Linked DNA regions of Mus musculus: region 2 is linked to region 1. A link is a contact called in public Hi-C data. All regions are on one chromosome and are shown on one strand. The core of a region is the stretch at or near the end of the contact, and the rest is flanking DNA. Distances in the headings are between cores, read along the strand shown. Region 1 overlaps Mapt (microtubule-associated protein tau). Region 2 overlaps Cdc27 (cell division cycle 27).

What was found. A called contact is a pair of places that touch in the nucleus more often than the background predicts.
Region 2: a Hi-C map of granulosa cells shows a contact between it and region 1, with 1.9 times the contacts expected there. The contact joins two enhancer-like sites. A contact is called at or near these places in 2 of 15 datasets of contacts at CTCF or cohesin (pro-B cells and stem cell-derived epiblast-like cells), 39 of 484 Hi-C or Micro-C datasets (the 3T3-L1 cell line, 3T3-L1-derived adipocytes, the AML12 cell line and 28 more), 8 of 115 datasets of contacts at active chromatin or transcription factors (astrocytes, bone marrow-derived macrophages, craniofacial prominence and 4 more) and 4 of 9 other capture datasets (adipose tissue, embryonic stem cells, liver and 1 more).

What each region holds. Positions count from the first base shown.
Region 1 is chr11:104,317,995-104,323,205 of GRCm38.p6, reverse strand. It overlaps Mapt (microtubule-associated protein tau), which reads right to left. Exons shown (of 12, transcript NM_001038609.2): 9 at 4,957-5,049; 10 at 1,774-1,855; 11 at 666-778. Among named protein-coding and RNA genes, the nearest start is that of Mapt, 89 kb to the right of the region's middle. Within about 2 kb of position 3,610, at least 133 of the 459 cell types and tissues checked have an H3K27ac peak or open chromatin away from gene starts, as enhancers often do. A contact at or near this core is called in granulosa cells, where this site is marked.
Region 2 is chr11:104,510,123-104,515,149 of GRCm38.p6, reverse strand. Cdc27 (cell division cycle 27) reads left to right here. Exons shown (of 19, transcript NM_145436.2): 15 at 2,132-2,249; 16 at 4,851-4,979. Among named protein-coding and RNA genes, the nearest start is that of Cdc27, 38 kb to the left of the region's middle. Within about 2 kb of position 2,514, at least 8 of the 459 cell types and tissues checked have an H3K27ac peak or open chromatin away from gene starts, as enhancers often do. A contact at or near this core is called in granulosa cells, where this site is marked.

The DNA.
Region 1 (5,211 bases), core at 2,361-4,860:
AGGACACTGTCTCCAGAGGGAAAGGGGAAGACACCTGATGTTCTGCTCTGGCCTCTGTACACAGGTGCATGGGTGTGCTCACCGGTATACTCATGTGCATGTAACACACACACACACACACACACACACACACACACACACCACACACGATGACGAGGGAACAATGCCATAACCAGGAGTCCAAGAGGAAGTAGTAGAAAGCATGAGATGGCAACCTGAGGCATGACCTTCTGGGGATGCCAGACAACCTCCCTGACAGCTGACCACGGCCTCAGTCAGCTCAGACTTTGCTCTAGCCCTCTGGTAACTAGTGGGAAAGATCTGCCTTTGATCTTCTGCCTTGTTCTTGGTACACCAAGGTGAGGGTGAAACTCTATCTCCAGAGAGTCCATAGAGGACCCTCTAGGATAACCCTCCTAATGCTGCAGCCCTTTAATATAGTTCCTCATGCCGTGGTGATGCCCCCCACACACACACCATAAAATTATGTCCTTGCTACTTCATAACTGTAATCTTGCTACTGTTATGAATCATGATGCAAATATCTGATATGCAGGATATGATGATATGCTACCTCCAAAAGGGGACAGGACCCAGAGGTTGAAGTCTTCATCCACTCTGCTAGCCCTCTTATCCCCGTATGACCTCCCATTTGACCCCCTTACCTTCTTATTCCCTCCTCCAGGGACGTGGGTGATATTATCCAAGGAGCCAATCTTCGACTGGACTCTGTCCTTGAAGTCCAGCTTCTCTGATTTTACTTCCACCTGGCCACCTCCTGGAACACAACCCACATGAGCCTCTTGCCCTAGTCTGTGGTCTGGAGGACTTAGCATATGTTAAGTGAGCTCACAGCAGGCAGAGCGAAGTGCTCCGGGCTGCTGGAGACTTGATTAAAAAAAAAAAAAGTAGGTCAGGTATCACCCACCATTCAGGAGGGGACCATCAGGTATAAGACATCCCCACTGGCTCCACACAGGCTGGGCCAGGGATCCAAAGAACAACCCATCCTCAGGAGATGCCAGGGCTCTCCTTTATCTAGAAAGAGGTTTAGCCACAGGAAGCCCTTTTTAGGGCTTGCAAACTACCTGCCTCTTCTCTGATCGAGACCGTGTACATGGGATATTTACCCTGCAGAATCTTCCTCCTGAGATCGTTCAGTGGTACAGGAAGCATGGCCAAGAGAAGGCACACTAAATTTTAAGCCGGATGCCTTCCAGCTGTGGAGATTTACTTAGGAACATTCTGTAAGCCACAGCCCCTCAAGACCTTGGAATCAAACCGCCTGTCAAATGCACCATGAGGAGAGACACCCTAACCTCCCCTGTGGCTCAGGTCACCACACTAGGGTATAGCAGGAGAGGGAGTGACCTGGCCTGTTTTCCTGGGAAGAATGCTTTCTTTGAACAATGTTACAGCGAAGATGAGACAACAGCCCAAAAGTTCTCATGTTATAGCTGATGCAATTGAAGTGTCCCCCATGTTGGCTGTGACAAAGCTGAGATGTTCACAGAGCCGGCCTTTGGGGGTGGGAGGGACCCAATCAAACCCATGGCTGGTCCTTTTATACAGACTTTTCTGGAGAGCCACAGGATGGGATATAAAACCATTTCCTCCACCCCTTGTCTAGGCTCACAACAGAGACAGACCCAGGTCCAAGGCCACACAGTACTTTCACATTTAACATTCACTGCCCAGGTTGGCCTATTCTAGGAAGCACCCCCCACTCCAGCCAGCACTCCTGTCCCAAAGCCTGTCTTCCTCAAGTGCTACCTGGCTTGTGATGGATGTTCCCTAACGAGCCACACTTGGAGGTCACTTTGCTCAGGTCCACCGGCTTGTAGACTATTTGCACCTGCAGGTCAAAGAGGATGGGCGAGAGAGAGAATAAAGGGGGTTATGTTACTAGGGGTGTAACACAGCACAAAGGCTGATGGACCATTTGTCAGTGGCTCCCATCAGCTGCTGCATACACCCCCACTCAGGATGGAAAATAGGCTCCCCAAATCCAGCCACCCCCCACCCCCCAGGGAGCTGGGTCCTCACCAGGAAGCTTAGGGACCTAAACATCCCAGAAACACAAGACACTCTCATGGAAAAGCAGGTGCCTGGTCCTTGTACGTGACCATCTCTGTAGCAGACACTTAAATATAAAAGCATACATCGTTTTATTGATGAAAGGCCAATGACACCCAGTGGAGGAAGAAGCCTTCACAGCCCTGCATCTTCTCCTCAGAAAAAGACTCAGGAGAAGCTGGTGAGGGTGAGTCTGCTTCACCCAGGAAGCTCCCATGGTCCTGGATTACCAGTCGGCAAACAGGACCCAGACCAGCTCTATGACCCAGAAGGAGAGCCAGTTGGTGTCTGGACACATAGTCTCCTGAACACTTCAGCCTCTACTGAGAAGAGCGAAGCAACACCAACAGAAGGCAGGCGCACGGCAGAAACCACAGCTGCAGTAAGTGTCTCAGCAAGCATGAGTGAGCAGACAGGACACACTGGGGAAGGGGGGTGGGGGGGACCCGCCAGCCCAAGGGCCCTTCATGTGGCCCAGCAGTAATGTGTGCTCTGGAAAATGACAGTTGCTTTCCTGACAGGACACTCTGAAGGAGACCACCCAGGCAGATGGGGCTCCTGGAAGCCTGTCTCTCTGATCTGTGGTTTTACAGCTTAGCTGGTCACTAGCTGCCACTTGCAGAGTCCCATGGGTCTCCCATACAGACCATGGTCATTCCAGGGGTGAGGAGGCTCATCTGTCCTGGGAGAGGGGTGCCACATGTTCAAGAATCAATAAAGCAAAGTGGTTTCTACGGAGGTCTCAATGGATAAATCCCTCGTTTTCACGGCTGATGGTGTTTTGTGTTATGGGGTGTGTGTGTGTGTGTGTGTGTGTTCTGCTAACAGACCTGATGGAAGAGGAGGGCCATGGCCTCATAAGTCATAAGGGTGTCAGCCTGCCCCTGCAGAGGAGGGTGGGTAAGGAGCAGATAAACCCAAGGACCTCCTGCAAACAGACCCAGAGGCCAGTAGGAGTTCTGGGGCAGGTGATGATGGGAGAGCCCAGGTAGAGTCATTAGAGAGTCAGTACCAGGGGGTATGTTGGGGGACAGGAGATGTTGGAAGCTTGGGATAGCCAGAGAAGAAAGGAATGGGGGAGCAGCTGACTAGGGTACTAGATCCCACAGAGCAGCCCGAGAGAGGAGGCCACAGCCCAGCCAGGAGGTGGAGATGGAGAAGCAGCTTCCCTGCTGCAGTTCCCACCACCCTAGAGAGAGCCAGGAGCAAGTTAGATGGGAAGCCTGGAATCCTACAACCCAAATGCCACCAGTCCCCCTCCCTAAGAAAGCTTTCTCCACAGGTCCATTCTGTAGTCAACAGTGGCCACAGGCCACAGGCCAGGCTATCTTGTGATTCTATATAAGGTCACAGGTTAGCTCAAAGGCTGGCAAACTGCAGTACACCTTAGTTATAAAGTTCCCTGATACCCTAGGCACTGCAGCCTCATCAGACAACCAGCATGTGATCCGAGCTGCCCTGAGAGCTGCCTTTTCCCAACTTCCCCTACAGGAGCATCTGCCCTCTGCAGCCCTTGGGAGCTGGAGCGCTCAGACCCAGCAACAGACCAGACGTGAGCAAAACCAGACACTTCTGGCTTCCCTCCCTAACCACAGCAGCCTGGGCTGGGAAGCTAACGTATCATAAACAACATTACAGAGCCCAGGGACAAGGACGGCGATCTTAAAGATCACCCTTTCCCGCAACCCATATCTTTCTATACGTTGAGAAGGCAACCGGCAGGCAGGGCAGTAACCGCAGTGTAGCCAACAGCCCCGCCTTTCCTTAGGAAGCAAAACAAGTAAGGGAGGTGGCAGGATCGGCCAGCGGGGAGTGGAGGACAGAGGAAAAGGCAGACACGGTGAGTAAGCGTGAGAAGGCAGTAGCCACAGGGCCAGCACTTGCTGCTCTGGGGCCATCGGTCCAAGAGGCAGAAGGCAGGGCAGGTGTCGGGGCCGGAGGCAGGAGCACATTGCAAGAATAAACCCTGTGGGCTCGGCACTTTCAGGAAAGAGAGCCCACCCCTGCATTCCAGCACGCACGCTCGAGAGGTGGAGCCTGCAGCTCAATCAGAGAGCCCAGGTCCGTTCTGGGACTGACCCAGAACAGGGGAGGGGGAGCTGGCAGGGAGAAGCCTGGGGCCACTTTACAAATCCTGCCCTGTTGGGCACCGGCCAGCCAAGAGAACAAAGGGAATCCCTAAGCCCATTGAGGGAACCTAAGAACATCTCTTTGCAGGGACTCGCTGAGGATGTGCGGGGGGGGGGGGGGGGGGGTCCCCAGTGGTGTTTAAAGGAGGAGACATTTAAAACCCCTTCTCTGGCAAACAATGCAGGCAACTGACACCTGTCACCTCGGTGTTAGGCTCTGTGCAACCAGAGTCCCTGTCCTGGGGGGAGGGGAGTGCTAAATTGAACTGGGAATCTTTTCCTCTCTTCAAAGATGAAGGAGACCCAGATGAAAAATGGAGAAGTGGCTAGGGGCCTTTTGGACCTTGACATGAAACAGGAAGTCCTAGTGTCTAGTGGGATCATATGGACTCCCCACTCCCCAACCAACAGAGACTGCCCCAGAGATGAGGGAAGAGGTGTCAGCCCACATCATGGATGCACTGTCTTCAACCCCATTTCCAATATCTACGGGGCTTCTAGGAACACATACATGGTACCATGGGGACCCAGCTACTCAGAGAAGGGCCAGCTGGAACGGGTTGCTCTCCCTACTTTGCTGGGCCATCCATGGAACAGGGAGGGGAGTCTGGGGACAGCAGACACTGTGGGGACACAGGAGGTCCTGAGCCCTAGATGATTTATTCTATGCAATGTCTCACAAGGACACACTCATGACACTTGTTACAGCAAAGGCTGCAGCACACCTCATGGAGACTGCGACAGTACTCACACTGCCTCCACCCGGGACGTGTTTGATATTATCCTTCGAGCCACACTTGGACTGGACGTTGCTAAGATCCAGCTTCTTATTAATTATCTGCACCTTTGATAGCCAAAAAAAAGAGTGAGAGACAACCACACCGGAGCATCGCCCCCTGACCTGTTGGGCTGTGGGGGGAGAGCCAGGTCTGAGCCCTGACTCCTCAGGGGGCTCAGAAGCTGCCTGGGATGGCACCCTGGAAGTCACAAAAGGAATCTGGAAGAG
Region 2 (5,027 bases), core at 1,265-3,764, 190 kb before region 1:
AGGTATGCCTGTAATGCTTTTATATGTGTGTGTATTATGTATTGCCACATACATGCCTGATGTCTTAGTTAGGGTTACTATTGCTGCAACAAATATCATTGCCAAAAAGCAAGTAGGGAAGAAGGGGCTTATTTGACTTACACTTCAATATTACTGTTAATTTTCAGAGGAAGTCAGGAACAGGAACTGAGTAGGATCCTGGAGGTAGAAGCTGATGCTTGCCTCTTACCAGACATAAAGCCCTGGATCCTATTCTAGCCCCTGAACCATATATACTGATAAGGTTTAATGGTTTATGCTGTAATCCCAGTACTGGTGAGGTAGAAACAGGGATCAGAAGTTCGGGGTTGCCAGGTAGTGGTGGCAAAAGTTAATCCTAGCAACTTGCGCGGCAGAGGTAGGTGGATTTCTAAGTTCAAGGCCAGCCTGGTCTACAAAGTGAGCTCCAGGACAGCCAGGGCTACACAGAGAAAACCCCATCTTGAAACAAAACAAAACAAAAAGGTTAGGGTTATCTTTGGCAACATAGTGAATTGGAGACCAGCCCCTCTAGACTGCATTTATTTCCTCTCTTAAATAAATAGTTCACAGACCAAACATTTATGAATAATAAAACATAAAGAAATCATAGGAAAGATCAAAGTCTGTAGTATATTAATATATGTGTGAACATGTCTAAATGTAGGTAAAGTCTAAAAAATTTAGAAAGGAGCCAAGAAAAAGTACTATTAGGTAATAAGAAAAAGGGCAGAGTTTGGGCAAAAGGATATATGAGTTGAGGAAGCAGATATAAGACTTATATTTTTCTGTTTCAACTTGTAAGTTGTTTGTTGTTGTTCTGTTTGGTTTTTTGCGGTGGATGTGTGGATTCCACTTCCTTTATAAACCAAGAGCCATTTTTAACTTTACAAATGATACGATATTCCTTTGAGACGGTGATTATGAAAAGTTGGTCTTTCTTTTTTAATCTTATGAACCATTAGCCCAATAGAAACTAAAAATAGGGGCTGGTGAGATGGCTCAGCAGGTAAGAGCACCGACTGCTGTTCCGAAGGTCCTGAGTTCAATTCCCAGCAACCACATGGTGGCTCACAAGCACTCCTCGTAATGAGATCTGACACCCTCTTCTGGTGTGTCTGAAGACAGCTACAGTGTACTTATGTCTAATAATAAATAAATAAATCTTTAAAAAGAAAAAAGAAACTAAACATAGTCAGTGAATGGATTTGTTACATTCACCCAGGTGAGAGTGGCACATACCTTTAGTCCCAGCCCTGGGGAGGCAGAGGCAGGCCAGGCGGATCTTTGAGTTTGAGGCTAGCCTAGTCTACAGGATGAGTTCCAGGACAACCAGGGTTACACAGAGCAGCCCTGTATTAAAAAAACAAAACAAAAATGTTCTGGAAGAAGAGTTTTTCTAACCTGCAATCCCCACTCCATTTTTTCTTTTGTTTAAACCACCCTATTAAAGTATTTTATTTAATATGTAAGTTATATTGCTGTATAAACAATTTGGGTCTACATACAATAAAATATGATGTAGAGAAAGAAATAGATTGAGTTTCCAGAACCAGACAGCCTTAGTGGAACATGCAATTATTTCCCAGCTATTTGGGAGGAGACTGGAAGATTGCTTGAGCCAGAAATTGAGGACAAGTTTAGGCATATTAAAAAAATAATAATTTAGGCTGGGCAGTGGTGTTGTGCCCCTTTAGTCCCAGCACTGGGGAGCCAGAGGCAGGCAGATCTCTGTGAGGCAGTATAGCCAGGGCCACACAGAGAAACCCTGTCTAAAAAAAAAAAGAAAAGAAAAGAAAAGAAAAGGGAATAATTTAGCAAAGTGCTTGCTACATATATAATCACTGCAGGAATTGGCTGTTCTGTCTACATTAGAGTGGTGAGTTTCAAGATGTGGCTTCTTTTCTCTATCATAGTTTTGCCTGTTTGGGTAATTTACTGTTTACACTTATAAAAATGTATCTTCTAAAATGTTTCATTGATTATTATTATAACTAATATTTTTTGTCCATTATTTTTTCCCATTGTGTATTGAAATGCCAGATACCCAAACTGTCTTATTATATGAAGCCAAAACTTGTGTCCTTAAAATCATACTTTCTTATAATTTCAGGTATGGTTTAGGAATGATTTATTACAAGCAAGAGAAGTTCAGCCTCGCAGAAATGCATTTCCAGAAAGCACTTGATATCAACCCTCAGAGTTCAGTTTTACTTTGCCACATTGGAGTAGTAAGTAATTTTGTAAACATTGCTGTTACCTCCCTATTAAGAGTTTAGGTGACTTAATGGTTGCTGCCTTGGAGAGTCAACTGTCTTGTTACTGAAGCAGGGTCTCAAGAGTCTTTGCAGCTTAGCCAGAGCCTTCGACTTATCGTGGGGAAATCTGCCTCTGCCTCATGGGGCTCAGGAGCCATAGATTTAGTCTTAAAACTGAGCACCCTCCCACCTACAGCCTAACACTTCTTAGAGGGAGGAGGAGGAGCAGGTGACTCACACTGAAGGTCATTCTCATCAAACAAAGCAAGTTTAAGGCCAGCTCGGAGCTACTGTGAGGCTCCAGATCCAGAGAGGAGGAGCTGGGGGAAGTCCCTGTGTTTGTATACTCTTTCTATTTGTTTTTTGTTTTGTTTTGGTGTGTGTGTGTGTGTGTGTCTCAGATGATGTTTTGTTTCGTTACTTAACTGATGCCCAGAGAAGCCAAAGGCATCAGGTCTCCTGAAGCTGGAGTTATAGACAGTTGTGAGCCACCTGACATGAGTGCTGGGACCAAACAAGCTGCACTTAGACAAAAGCATTGACCGTCTTTCCAGTGACTCATTTTGGGTTTTGTTTTGTTTTGAGACAGTTTTACATACTCCAGGCTGTAAGGTGTAATTGAGTGACACGGGATTCATGAACAAGTTCTTTGAACACAGGTTAATATTTAGAGGGTCATAATAATCCTTTAAAAGTGTGTTATCTGCTTTTCTTGTGAAGGGTAAAACCAAGTTTTACTTTTAGACTTCATGGTAATTATCTGCTGTAAAGATCAAATCATGGGGCTGGAGAAGTGGCTCAGTGGTTAAGCAGAGGACCCAAGTTTGGTACCTAGCATCTACTTCAGGCAGCTCACAACCGCCTGTAATTCCAGCTCCACACACACACACACACACACACACACACACACACACACACACACACACACACACACACACACACACACACACACACACAAGTAATTCAGAATCAATCTTTTTTAAAATATTGAATCATGAGTATCATCCTCGGCTTCCACTGGTGGGTTAGAAGTCTGAGGACCTAGGTTTTAATCCTGTAAGAAATTATTTAACATCTCTGGAGTTCAGGATGGTTTTTCGAGACAGGGTTTCTCTGTATAGCTCTGGCTGTCCTGGAACTCACTCTGTAGACCAGGCTGGCCTCGAACTCAGAGATCCGCCTGCCTCTGCCTTCCAAGTGCTGGGATTAAAGGCGTGCGCCACCACCGCCCGGCACAGGATGCTTTTTTAAAAAATTATTTTTTGGGGGGAGAGTCAGGGGACAGTCACATTGGTTCTTGTTCTACCTTACATGGGTGCATGGGTTCTGGGAATTGAACTATGATTAAGGTCTTCACCCACAGATGAGTTTTTCTGGCCCTCAGTGCTCTTTGAAATGGAGCACTTGCTAGACTTAGAAAAAATTACAGATAATATGTTAATCACTTTGTGTCTAATCTTTCTGTTGCTGTGATAAAATACCAAGACCAAGGCAACTTGGAAAGTGTTTAATTTGGCTACAGTTTCAGGGGATTAAAGTTCAGGGTGGTGGAGCAAAGGAACAAAAGAAACTGGGATGGACTGGTCTTTTGAAACCTCTAAGCCTGCCCTCAGTGACACCCCCTCCAACAAGACCAGGTCTCCCAATCCTATCCAAACAGCCCTACCAGTACTCAAACATGAATCGTTCTTGTTCTAAACAACACAGGTAGTAATGAATTACTTAGGACACTTAAACCCCTGTAGACAATCCAGTTAGATTACACAGCCTGATTGCTAAAAGTTTTATCTTCAAAACTTAGATATAGACTTGTAAGCTCTTTAAGTTAGGACAGATGATAGAGTGCTTTATTTGACAATTATAATGGACTGGATGTTAATTATATATTATAGTTTGTTATCTATACAATTGTTATGGTTATGTTCAATTTATATCTAAGAGAAGAGGTTTTTGGGTTTGTTTTTTAATTTGGACAGAAAAAGTGAGATAGATTCTAATGCTTGTCTTATTTTGGCTCCCAAAAAGCTGTGCTTCCAGCCCTGAGAGTCACTGCCCCCTGCTGGCTTCAGTTGATAATAAAGAATTGCCATACATCCAATGGCTGGGCTGGAAGACAGAGGCAGGACTTTTAGATTCCACAGGCAAGGGGCTGGGAGAAAGAGAGGAGAGAATCACAGGGCAGGAGAAAAATGAAACTTAAGGGCCTGCCGACGTGCAAGAATCCAGGAAAGTGGCCCTAGAGGTCACTTCCCCAGGTGGGTCTGAGGTAGCAGAGGTGAAATATAGATTTTAAAAGATATTAACTCGGGAATACCGGAGGGCGGCGTTTGCTAGCCTCAGGGAAATTTAGAAGTGCCATTGAGCTTCTAGCCATTAAGCTTCAAGCCATTGACTAACCCTTGAGCTGGCTAGTCAAGGCATATCAAATGAACTGTGTCTTTCATTTGAGAATCCAGAGGGCTCTGACAGGTGGCTACAAGAGCGACCTGCTGGGAGCCAAAGCCAATTCTTCGCCACAGGTTTAAATTATCGGCTTTCTTCATTAATATCAAGACGAGTCTTTATTTCTTACAGGTTCAGCATGCACTAAAGAAGTCTGAGAAGGCTTTGGATACCCTAAACAAAGCCATTGTTATCGATCCCAAGAACCCTCTATGCAAATTTCACAGAGCCTCGGTTTTATTTGCAAATGAAAAATACAAGGTGAGATTTATATCAGTTTCTTCCACACTGTATTATGTCTCTTTAAAA